Regions from separate parts of the Mus musculus genome. Here region 2 is linked to region 1. Evidence: chromatin contacts called from public Hi-C data. All regions are on one chromosome and are shown on one strand. The core of a region is the stretch at or near the end of the contact, and the rest is flanking DNA. Distances in the headings are between cores, read along the strand shown.

Evidence for each region. A called contact is a pair of places that touch in the nucleus more often than the background predicts.
Region 2: a Hi-C map of the N1E-115 cell line shows a contact between it and region 1, with 10 times the contacts expected there. The contact joins two enhancer-like sites. A contact is called at or near these places in 5 of 484 Hi-C or Micro-C datasets (the G1E-ER4 cell line, the N1E-115 cell line, embryonic stem cells and 1 more).

Annotation. Positions count from the first base shown.
Region 1 is chrX:111,668,348-111,674,365 of GRCm38.p6, forward strand. Hdx (highly divergent homeobox) reads right to left here. Exons shown (of 10, transcript NM_001080549.2): 2 at 2,996-3,142. The coding sequence starts at 3,142. Among named protein-coding and RNA genes, the nearest start is that of Hdx, 26 kb to the right of the region's middle. Within about 2 kb of position 3,529, at least 2 of the 459 cell types and tissues checked have an H3K27ac peak or open chromatin away from gene starts, as enhancers often do. A contact at or near this core is called in the N1E-115 cell line, where this site is marked.
Region 2 is chrX:112,338,475-112,344,492 of GRCm38.p6, forward strand. All of the region lies in intron 2 of Apool (apolipoprotein O-like), which reads left to right. Among named protein-coding and RNA genes, the nearest start is that of Apool, 30 kb to the left of the region's middle. Within about 2 kb of position 2,342, at least 6 of the 459 cell types and tissues checked have an H3K27ac peak or open chromatin away from gene starts, as enhancers often do. A contact at or near this core is called in the N1E-115 cell line, where this site is marked.

The DNA.
Region 1 (6,018 bases), core at 2,279-4,778:
CAGAGGTAGTCTTCCCTAGGGAAGAACTGGACATTGATTGTCCAGGGCCAGAGTTCTAGAAACATACATACAAGTAAAACTATACAGACTGAACAGGTTATAGTCAGGAATATATATGCATATACATAATTGTATGCATGCAATAACAAGTGCAAAAAGAAGCCATGAATTTGAAGGAGAATGGGGAGGCATATATGGGAGGACATGGAGGGAGGACAAAGAAGAAAGAACTGTGACTGTATTACTGTATATTAACATTTTAATCAATCATCTTACTAATATAATCAACTTTACAGTTGTCTGGTTTATAAACACTTAGAATATTCAAACAACCTTAAAGATTTATTTATTTTTGTGGAGGGTATTTTCTGCAGATTTCATATTTTGTAAAACATTGGGATTTATTTTAATGCTTTTGTATGGCAATATCTGTTTTCTTATATTTTTGGTTGTGAGCCTACCCTTTTAACGGCTGAGCCATCTCTCCAGCCCAATATCTGTTTTCTTAAATCTTCAAAGTTAATACTTTTTTGTGCAGCTTCCTTTTTGACACAGGGTTGGACTATGTGGACAGGGTGGTCTTGAATTTGTAGGGACTCTCCTACCTCTGCCTCCGCTATGCTGCAGTTCTTTTTGTGCACCACCACACCCAGCTCAACAGTGCATTGAATAAGCCATAAAGTGTTTTAAAAAATTACAACACTCTTGATCCAGAAGGGGGAACATAAAAACAACATAATGAAATTCATTAAGTATAATTGACATATGCTAATAAACTCTTAATAAGAAATCACTAAACAATGAAAAAAAACTAAGAGTACAATTATTTTCCAAGTTTCCTATCAAAGAAAACAACAAAAATATGCACTTAAGAAACACTTCTTCCTAAAATGTTGTAAATAAAGAAAATTCATTGAGGGCTACAAAAATTAAACCTTACCCAAATCTGCTCAGATATAAGATCTAAAACTTAGCAATGCTTATCAGATATAAATGTCCACTCCTTGTAAATGCCTCATTCATCAAAAGGAAAATGAAAAACATGTCAGACAAACTAGGATAATGAGAATCAAAGATGATGATCTAGCAAGCCGAGTCTTCATAGGAAAAAAGAAAGGAAAATGTTTGAATTGCCAATATTTGGAGGTCATAAAATTCTCTTGCAGTTCAGTCTTTTACATTTACTACCTCTAAATTTCTTTTTTTCAGTACAGAGATATTTAATATCATCAGCATTTTATAACCATTACCACTACTTAATGTCAGAACATTTTTTCTTCAGTTTTGAGGGGTTAGCACACAAAAGAATGGGTCTCATTACAGCCTTTTCATACTTCCCTGTTCTAAACCACTTCACCTTTTTCTATATCTCAATGTTCTCTTGTCCATTTACTTCATAGTGATTCTTTTTACTTGGAGGTTTTAGTCAGCCTTTTAAGCTCACTTTATATACAGAGTAAATAATATAATACTTAAAATTCTTCAGAAAAAAACCAGTAACATAATAAAAATGATAAAGATCTCTCTCAAGTGGGATGCATAAATAGCAAAATACGGGGGAGATTGTAGATTTAAAAACGTACAACCTGCTATGCTGAGCCTTTGTCTGAGTGGAAAAAGAATGAATATTATGTTGGGATGTAGAGTTGAAATACTGAGTTTGTGTACGACTGATAATTTCCTGGAATGAAGAAAATTGATTGCTTTACACAAGTCCTTATATCTATACAATATTATAGTCACAATACTACATTCTAAGAATTGAAACCTATTACTATCATTGCTTTAGATTTTCACTCCATGAGAAGTAGAAATATATTTCCATATTCAAATATAATAGTAGTAGTTATAAGGGGAAGAATTTAATAATAAATTTGAAATATAAAAGATGGTCCACATTTCAGCTGCCTGGGAAGATGATTTACTTCAAAGTAATGATGAGACAAAGGGGGGGAAGTCCAAGGAATTAGCAGTTGGAAAAGAGTTTATTTGTATACAGTACAATCTCCTCAACTTGAAATATTTTATTATTTTTAATTTAAATGGTGCAGTTAGAGCTACCAAAAGGAGATAGTTGTAGTTTTTATAGAAATGTGAATCTGATAGTTGATCTTAGACAATACTTACCCTATAATTCATGGCATTATCTCATATTTGAAAGTGAATAAATTCTTAAGTTCTTAAGAAATAATTTTGAAACCTCTCTATCTAAAGATCGTCTCGAGTGTCTTTGAAGGTACAATTGTACAGCAAAATAAACTTGAAAAAACATATATCCCTCTTTTCTCAAAATTAGTCTAGTGAATGTCATGGACAGGAAAGTTGTTAATCTTTGAATCAGTAGGGTTCCACACCAAAAGGATTTGCAGAATGTTTAAATAAACATGAAAAGACCGATGCATCCAATAAAATCAGTCACTAGTTCTGCTAGATTTATCACTTGCCTCCTCTCTATTATCTCATTGCTGTTCAGGAATGTGGAGTAGCTTTGATTTTATTTACACAGAATAAGAATGGTTGCAATAATTTCTTCCTTTGGGATTCCCTGTATCATACTTGCTAACCATTAAATATATACATTTTACTTAGAAAGAAAATATATCCGTAAAACCAATTGTACTTTCCTGAAAAGAGAAACTCTCAAATCTTAAATGTGTGAGGAAAAGTTCTAAATATAACAACAAAAAAGATAGGTAATTGTAATTGCTTCAGAAAAATCTCTGTTTCACTAATCATGTTATTGATATTTATTAGTTCAAAGATCTATGTAAGAGATATGTTCATACTGCAAGGGTTTTAGTGTTTTCAAGGTATTTATAAAAATAAATAGATACTAGGTGGGTTTTTCTTTTTATCAAAATAGTATTTTTACATCAGGGAAATGAAGCTGTGTATAAAGTTAGGACTTCATACCCTGAATAGTTTTTTCTTATAGTAAGCAAATATCATTTGTAATAAAAAGCTATAAATTCAAGTGCAAGACCTCAATACTTACCCTGACTACACTGAAGTCCAGCTTAGTCTCCTGTGCACACTGTAATATGAGCTGAAAGCAATTTTTACTTTGATTTGTCATTCCATTTTCATAATAACGCTGTAAAATCCTTTGTTGCTCTACAGTAAATACAGAACGTAGATTCATCTAAAAATAAAAGAAGATACTCTGAAAATTGGAATAAAAATGTGGTAGGTGTAGATTTTGAACACTTGTTTTTTGATACAATTTCAGTGTTTCTAAGTGCACAATTTATGTAAATTAATTAATCCTCAGTAATGGGCAGTAATTTGTGTGATAAAGGGAGACAGCTTCCCCTTGAAAAATATATACAAATATTTAATTTGCTTGGAAAAGCACAAATTTCAAAGACAGTAAAGTAACATAGAAAACAAAAAAGAGAAAAGAGTCAAGCTCTTATCTGGTTAGTGTCAGTACATGGGGAAAAACGGTTTTCACGGAAATAAATATTTATGGCTAGTAAAGCCAGAGATGGTGTTAGCCATACGCAGTCAATTATCAACAGGGACACTCACTGTTCTATGTCAAGAAAAGCATCTGGCATATGTCTTAACAGTCAGAAGCTGTGCTCAGAAACAAAGGGGACTCTTCCCCCCCCCTCATTCTGAGTTAAAAAGAATTTTTTATCATATATTTAAAAACCTGTCTTTTTAAATTTTTGTTTGTTTTGATTTTGCTCTAGTACAGGCTGGCCTCCAATCCTTATTTTCCTGCCTCTACCAAATGCTACAATTACAAGGGTTCACAAACACCCTCGGCTCAACAAAACATTTCATTAAGGATCAGAAACAAAAAGAAGGGATTAATAACCATGAAAGTGCTGTTGCTGTATGTAATGCTATCCAAAATAATTATTTTAATAACTATAGTAGCTAAATGGAAATTCAAACTGAGTATAACTTACTAAAGCCACGTGGAAACGCTGTCTTTTTAAATTAAATTGACACCATCAACAGTAGACAATGTAAATTTACTTTCCCTGATAATGGACAAGATGTTTACTAAAAAGGGCTAAGAATTTTGTGTATTGCCTAAGAAAATGTCAGGTCAAAAACTATCTTTAAAGGATGAATTATAGTAGTGCATTTTTAAAAAAGAGCATTTGTAATTTGATTAAGGGAATTTCGGATTTCTGTTAAAAATTTGGCACATAGAATTTCTTGAGGAAGTCATTCCTCAAAATTAGAAAACTGCCACAACAAAAATACCATCAGTCAAATTAAACATTTTCCCTAGTATACAGTATATTGAAACAGTCAAGGTTTAATATGGAAATACAACTTATTTCCCCCTGCTCTCAATACTTATAATATTAAATCCACCCAATAAAAATTAATGAATCATAAAGTCTAACCATATTCTACAGTATGTTATTGGGTTTGATTTTTTTTATTTTTTAAACTTTGCTCATTGCTCACACAAACCCTTCTCTAACTGCTAAGAGATATGATTAAAGGAAATTAACTGTAGGAGAGGCCACAGGAGAAATGAATGTAGAGTTTCTTTCAGGAACATCCAGAAATAAAGACCTCCATTAACTTTCTGAAGGAGAGTACCGAGGATGCTCAGTAATGTGAATGTCAACTTGACCAAGCACTCAAGGATGATTGCAACAGTAGGTAGGGACAGTATCCATCAAATCAATTTGTACTATTATGGGTTCCAACTCTCAGAGTTTACCCTAAATGGTTCAACCACAATCAGAAGAAGATGCAGAAGATAGATGGAAGTCAAATACCTGAAATACCACATCCAATTTAGAAGCAAGGTATCCTGGAATGGATTCTGAGGGTGGCAAAGTCAAATTATGAATGCATAATTAGGAAAATCACTCTGATCCTTTCCTATACAGCTGCATCAACAGTAAAATCCTACACTGCAGGATGCAGTTGATACCCAAGTGTGAGCATACCTCCCTAGAAATATAGGATAAACTATCTTCCTATTGGCTGGCTACAATCACTACACTTACATTATAAAGAACAGCTGGACTTCTCCACTGATAACTAATATACAAATGCAAGTGACTGAACACCAAACACATCTGTAGAAATGATAAGGACTTTTAAAGTCTTACCCTTAAATTCGGCACTAACAGCAAAAAGATACTTTGCTGAAAGGAGCTGTTTTCCTTTTAAGCTACTAAATAACTCATCTGAATAAGATGCCATTATTTTTACCCATCATAGCTATGTTTGTCTATATTAAATGAACACACAGCCAAAATTGGTAATTACTTACAAAGCAATAATCAGAAATATCTCTTTTAAAATAATCTATGTAAAAAACAAAATGGCATGCCATTGGTTCCATGGAATCAGTCATTGGATTTGCATGGAAAGAAGTTCTGAATTGAGTAACTAATTATTGAAATCACAGACCATTTAGCCTTGCCTCAAGATTCTCTAGTTTCATATTCTATGCATCGCCTCATCCACCCAACACACACCAGATCATTGGAATAAGACAGCCTGTATGCTACTTAAGCTGATCTGCTTACTATTCAGCAAGTCACCTAATTTCCTTGAGCATACTCTTCCTGGCCTGTAAAATGCTGGGCTGCACAATTTGACTTGCCTACTAATTAATCTCAGTTCCTACAACACAGAAATTTGAGTTCACTTTTCTCAAATTCTCAACAACATAATTTGTATTGTTAATATAAATAAGTCCTTAAATTATTAATTTCAAGAATCAAATTTCTCATGTTCTTTTTAGCTTCAAGATTCAGTGTTTTAATAAGGACCCCAAGCTAATGAGAAAAGATAAATTATGCTCAGTATATAATATCCAAACCACCAAAGCAATGACTAAATATTTAAAATTTGTTGCTTTAGGCATACATCTTCTAAAAATGACTGCCTCCTTAGATATTCCTAATACCCAAGACTGTGTATTCAGGTGGAAATATTCCAAATAAATCCTGATATCATACTGCTTTTACATATTTGATGCCATATTTAACTCACACTTTAAAGTCCAATGTTTAAATAATGTTTTCG
Region 2 (6,018 bases), core at 1,092-3,591, 670 kb after region 1:
TTTTTAGGGTTTTGTTTATTCTATCTACCTGTCCTGAACTCTGGGGTTTGTATGCACAATAACGTTTCCAGTCAATCCCCAGAATATTAGCTAGTCCTTGACTTATCAGAGACACAAAAGCTGGTCCGTTGCCTGACCCTATCATCTGAGGAAGTCCCTACCTTGGCAGTTTGTCTTCTAAGAGCTTTTTTGTCACTGTGGATTTATTTTCATGTTTGTTGGGAAAAGGCTCAGTCCAACCTGAAAAGGTATCTATAAGCATCAGTAAATAGTTGTATCTAAAATTTCTGGTTTTACCTCTGTGAAGTCTGTCTTTCAATAGACTCTGGGCTTTGTGCCTCTGAACCTATTACTGGGGTTCTTCTCCTTAGTCACCACATTAGTTATCCGGCAGGCTTTACAGTTCTTGACAATCTCAGCTATCTTTGAGATTCTAATCCTGAAATTAGCAAATTCTATATTCTCTGAACACCCATGTGGGAAGAGCAGCAACTCTTTTGAAGTATGTGTAGTCCTGTTTCTTCTGGCACAATAGGCTTGTAATCTGCTATTCTCTACCATCTGTCATAACAGAACATGGGCTAATTACTAGCCCAGATTATGTCATCTTTTGAATACTTAGGGTGGTCAGGAAGTGTGGGATCCCTAGATCCAGGGAAGTCAAAGGCAAGAGAGGTCCGACTTCTAGGGCAGCATGATCTGCCCTATTGTTGCCCTCTGAAACTAGGTCCTTCCCTCTCTGGTGTCTCGAGCAATGAATTGGCCAGCTTTTTAGACCCCCATAGAGCCCTTAGTAGGGAGAGGATTCCCTCTTTATTTTTGATAGTCTTTTCTTCTGCTGTTAGAAGGCATCTCTCCCTATAAATAGCCCCATGAACATGAGCTGTAGCAAAGGCACACTTGGCTACTTGTGTGTCTTGTCTTTTCTCAGCTCTAACGCCTTGATTAGAGCTACCAGTTGAGCTTTCTGGGCTCTGCCCATATGATATTGGTGCTTGAGACCACTGCTGCTCCAGGATATCTCTGTCAATCCTGAATGAAACTATCTGAAGATCTGGTCTGGTCACATGAATGTGGGCCAGAAATGTCTGAGCAGTCATGCAGAGGCCCGTTGAGGTCTGGGTCAGGCAGCAGGATAGCTAGGCTCAGGGCAGTAGGGGCCTGAAAGGTTATCCTGGGTAATGAGTCATTCTGGCATTGTTGATGGTCAGGCTTTGGCCCAGTGACAGTTCGTCAGCATCCTTAGTCAGGAGGCCGTCACTGTGATGATGTGTAAACAGAGGGTCCAGCTTCTGGCACCTGGGTCTAATTTCTTTGACAGGTAGGCCACTGGCTGGCACCAGGGCCCAGAGTCTGAGTCAATACTCCTTTTGCTGTCTCAGATCTCTTATCCATGAAGAGATGGAAGGGCTTAGTCACTTCTGGCAACCTCAAAGCTGGTATAGAAAAAAATATTTTTTGACCTCAGAGAGCCACCTCTGACCTTATGTATCTCCTGGACCTAGGTAGGTCACCTGTGGTTCGCAGAGTAGGGCCTTCTTAGCGGAGGCTTGATAGTCTAAATTTCCCAGGGCCTCCAAGAGGTCATGGATCTTTTAGACATTCTTTTTTTTTTTTTTTTTTTTTGGTTTCTGCTCTCACTAGGACGTCATTTATAAACTATTGAAGAGACTTTATCTTTTAGGATTTAGCAAGACAGAATGTTAAGCTCTGTTATCAACAAGGAAGCTGGTGGGTTTCTCTTTTCTTTTTAGGGTTACTCTGGGCAACTTTTAAGGTCATAGTTTGAATAGGCTTTTTGTTTGGGGATGTTCCCTGGCCCAGTGGTCCTCCTCTTTACAATAAGCACATTAGTTCTTTTCTAAGAGGGGCTGTTCTCAGTCCTTAGGGACCCACTTACCTTTTTTTTTTTTTTTGTAGAAGGCATTTGTTTTAGATGTCTTTTTTACATAGGTAGGCCACTGGCCCTGTGCCAGGGCCTGGGTAAGCACATTGGTTTCTAGAAGCCATTTGTTTCACACTGTCTCCCACAGTCCTCTAGTTTGGCCATGGCTGCCAACAGAATCTTTGCCAGATTGAGAGGCTGTTTGTTCTGCTCTTTTATTTGTCTTTTGTCCCCTATTTTTCTATCTTTATTAAACACTTTTTTTCTGCCATTATCTTTTAAACTTTTTTCTTAGTCTTTGAACCCTTTGGAGTTTCCTGATATCTGGTGTTGCCTGGTTAATAAAGGCTAGAGCTACTACTGTTTTTGCTTACCTTTGGGCAAATTAGTGGCTGTCTCAGCCGCTTTGAGAGCTGCCAATGGGAGCCTGGCGGGTAGGACTTAGCCTCCCCTTACTTACCTTTAGCATTGTTGAAGTCCTAATCTGAGTGGATTCCCCTGTGGGGCCAGGAACCAGTTTTCTGGCCTTTGTCTGTGGTGAAGAAAACCTGCAAGAGCTCTTTGCAATCATCTCAAGTGGGCTGGTGGGTGAAAAGGACTGTCTCTAAGAGATTAATTAAATCTCAAGGGTTGTCTGAAAAGGAGGGAGTTCTGTGTTCTCCAGTTAAAAAAAGGTCACTAGTGGCAAAGGGCCAATAGTGATGAGGTTGGTTTCCTTGATCAACAACAGGCCCTTGTTGCACACTAGGGCAAGATGACAGACTCAGAAGGCAGGGCTGCTTGGGGCCATTGCTATTCCACTTGAGGGGTTGGATAATATGGGGGTGGAAAAATAACATCTTCTGCTTCTTCTTGGAGGACCAGGAGAGGGATAGTGCAGGAGAGAGGTGATCTGGTGTCTCCTCCTTTGTACCCTTGGACATTTTGCTAGCCAAGGCAAAAACTCATGCCTGTTGTCGAGGGAGAAAAAGTTTAAGCCAAGAGGGCAGGTCCTGTAGACCCAACGTTGTCAGTCCATTTAAGTCAAAATCACCTCCTAATAAGAAACAGAAAACAGAGTGGACAGCAGCTCTTGAAAGTGACACACACAGAGCAGACAGCTTGCCAGCAGCGAAAATAACCAGGACTGCATGCAGCAGGATTCCACATCCCCTCGTGGGGTTCCATGCCTGCTCTTTCCTACCCAGAAATTAACTCCAGGGACTCTCCCTCCTCCAGGGATTTTTGAAATGTCTCCCAAGCCCCTGTGACTACAATATACTAGCACATCCACTGCAGGAGGCTTCACTATCCACTTTTGTTGTTTCTTGCCATGAAATACAGATTTTTAGGCCTCTTCAGAGCACAATTACAGAATTATTCAGAAGAGATAGATAGTTGTGAACTACCATGTGATTGCTGAAAATTGAACTCAGGACCTCTGGAAGAGCAGTCAGTGCTTCTAACCACTGAGCCATCTCTCCAGCCCCCACAATTTCTAACTAGATACAAACACATTGAATATAATAAATGGTATTTAAGTCCAAAGCCTCTAATGCATAGTGGTAATGTTTTGCCCATAAGGTATACAATGATATCCTATTTGCTAGTTTTTCAAATTTTCACAATAGAGTTGCAATTCTATTATTATATTCTTTCAGTTGTTCTTGAATATCCATGCCTTAGAAGATAAATAATTTTAAATCATTCTGACTCCTTTCCTAAGAAACTGTGGACATAAAGTTTTGCTTACAGTAGGTTACAAATCAAGACGTTTTTAAACGGTTAGTCTAAAATATACTGGTATATGTGACTATAATCAAGAAAGTTTAGTGTGGCTGGTGGACAGAACTAGACTATTTAATGAGCTGATCTGGAAGGCAGAGACAGGAAGATCCTGATTCCTAACCTACCCTGGCCCACGTGATTAGACCCTTAAATAAGTGCTGGGTATATCCCTCTGTGACAGAGCTCATGAAGAAACCTAACTTCCATCCCCTACCTCACAAAACTAAAACCAGTGTTTCATAAAATTGGAAATTGGGGAGTATATTGAGCAGACAGCCAGGTCAAACCTAAATATCCCTGGGACTTTCCAAACTCTTTGATGTCATAAATTTGACTTATTTCATTGTCATTTGTGAGGGTCAGAACAGGAAGGAGAGGGGTTGTAAGCTTCTGTGTGACTGCTGGGAATTGAACTTGGATGCCCTGGAAAAGCAGCTACTGCTTCTAACTGCTGAGCTATATTTCCAGTTCCATGATTCCCTTTAAAACCACCATCACCATCACTATCACCAACACCTTTATAATGGGCAAACGTTTAAATTAATAATTTTACTTATTTACCACACCTAGGTTTCTTTTGTGTGAGTGGACTTTCTATAATATACCTGATATCTATATTTATACCTGTATATAATCTAGATCACCTTTCATATAAATTATATCTTTCTGGCTATTCTAAGTACACATAGATGCTAATATGATTTATTTAAGCTAAAGCCTTAGTTTGAAAGGAGAAAGAGAAGTTCCTTAATCTTAGTATGAGTCGAAAAGAACTAATTATAAAAAAAGGAATGATGTTTTAAGGCATATGTACATTGTGCAAAGCCGAAATCTAGCTAGTTAAGGTATGCATTATATTGCATAAGTATCTTTTACATCTACTCTTTTAGTGAATTATCTCATATTTTATCCAAACCATTAGTCATATAGTTTCTTTTCTGTTATTCTGGAAACTTGAGTCTCCTCAATTATATCCTCATCAAACTCTATCAAAAAGTGTTACATGCATCCTGAGTATGAAACCATTTTTTCCTTAAAGTAAATAAGTTCTAAGTTCTTACCTGGTTATTTTCTTGTTTGTTTGTTTTTTTTTTTTTGGTTTTGTTTTTGTTGTTGTTGTTGTTTTGAGACAGGGTTTCTCTGTATAGCCCTGGCTGTCCTGGAACTGACTCTGTTGACCATGCTGGACTCGAACTCAGAAATCTGCCTGTTTCTGCCTCCCAAGTGCTGGGATTAAAAGCGTGCACCACCACTGCCCGGCTCGGTTATTTTCATAATTTTAATATTTCTATTTATTTCTATTAAATATTGGTTAGAGTGTGTTTGGTTTTTGAAAGGTATAAGTAACAGTAATATAAAACCATTATGGAAAACCATGTGCCTGCCACTCAGTTTAGAGGAAAGTCTTTTGTATTTTTATTTATTTTTTTATTTTTTTTGGTTTTTTGAGACAGGGTTTCTCTGTGTAGCCCTGGCTATCCTGGAACTCACTCTGTAGACCAGGCTGGCCTTGAACTCAAAAATCCGCCTGCCTCTGCCTTAATCCCAAGTGCTGAGATTAAAGGCGTGCACCACCACTGCTGGGCACCCTTTTGATACTTATTCTTGAATTTTATTTCATGGAAATATGGATGTTTTGCCTGTATGTATGTATGTGCACCAGATGTGAGCCTTTTGCCCACAGAGGCCAGAGAAGTGTTGGATCCTTCCTGGAACTAGAATTACAGGCAGTTGTGAGCTACCATGTAGCTGTTGGGAATTGAACTTGGGTGCCCTGGAAGAGCTCTTAACTGCTGAGCCATTTCTCCAGCTCCATAATTTACTTAAAAAACAAAACAAAACAAAGCAAAACAAAACAAAACAAATCAACAGGCTAGTCAACTAACCTGGATCCCTGAGAGCTCCCAGGCTGATCCTAGGCTCCTGGCACATTCGTAGCAGAGAGCTGCCACTTCTGGCCTGTGGGAGAGGATGTGCCTAATCCTGCAGAGATTTGATGACCCAGGGTAGGGGAATACTGGGGATGGGGTGGGTAGTGCTGTCTTCTCAGAGGTGAAGGTGAGAGTGGAGGAAATCTGCAAGGGGGGGATCAGGAGGGGGCCAACATTTAGGATGAAACTAATTAACTAATTAAAAAACAAAACAAGAGGGTCGAGTGACAGGCCCAAAGTGGGATCCAGCTCAAGGGGAGGTCCCAAGGCCTGACACTACTACTAAGACTATGGTGTGCTCACAAAAACGGACCTATTATTGCCCTCCAAAAGAGCTAACAAGCAGCTGAAAGAGTCAGATACAGATATTTGCACCCAACCAATGAACAGAAGAAGCTGACCCGCCAATTGTTGAATTAGGGAAGGCTGAAAGAA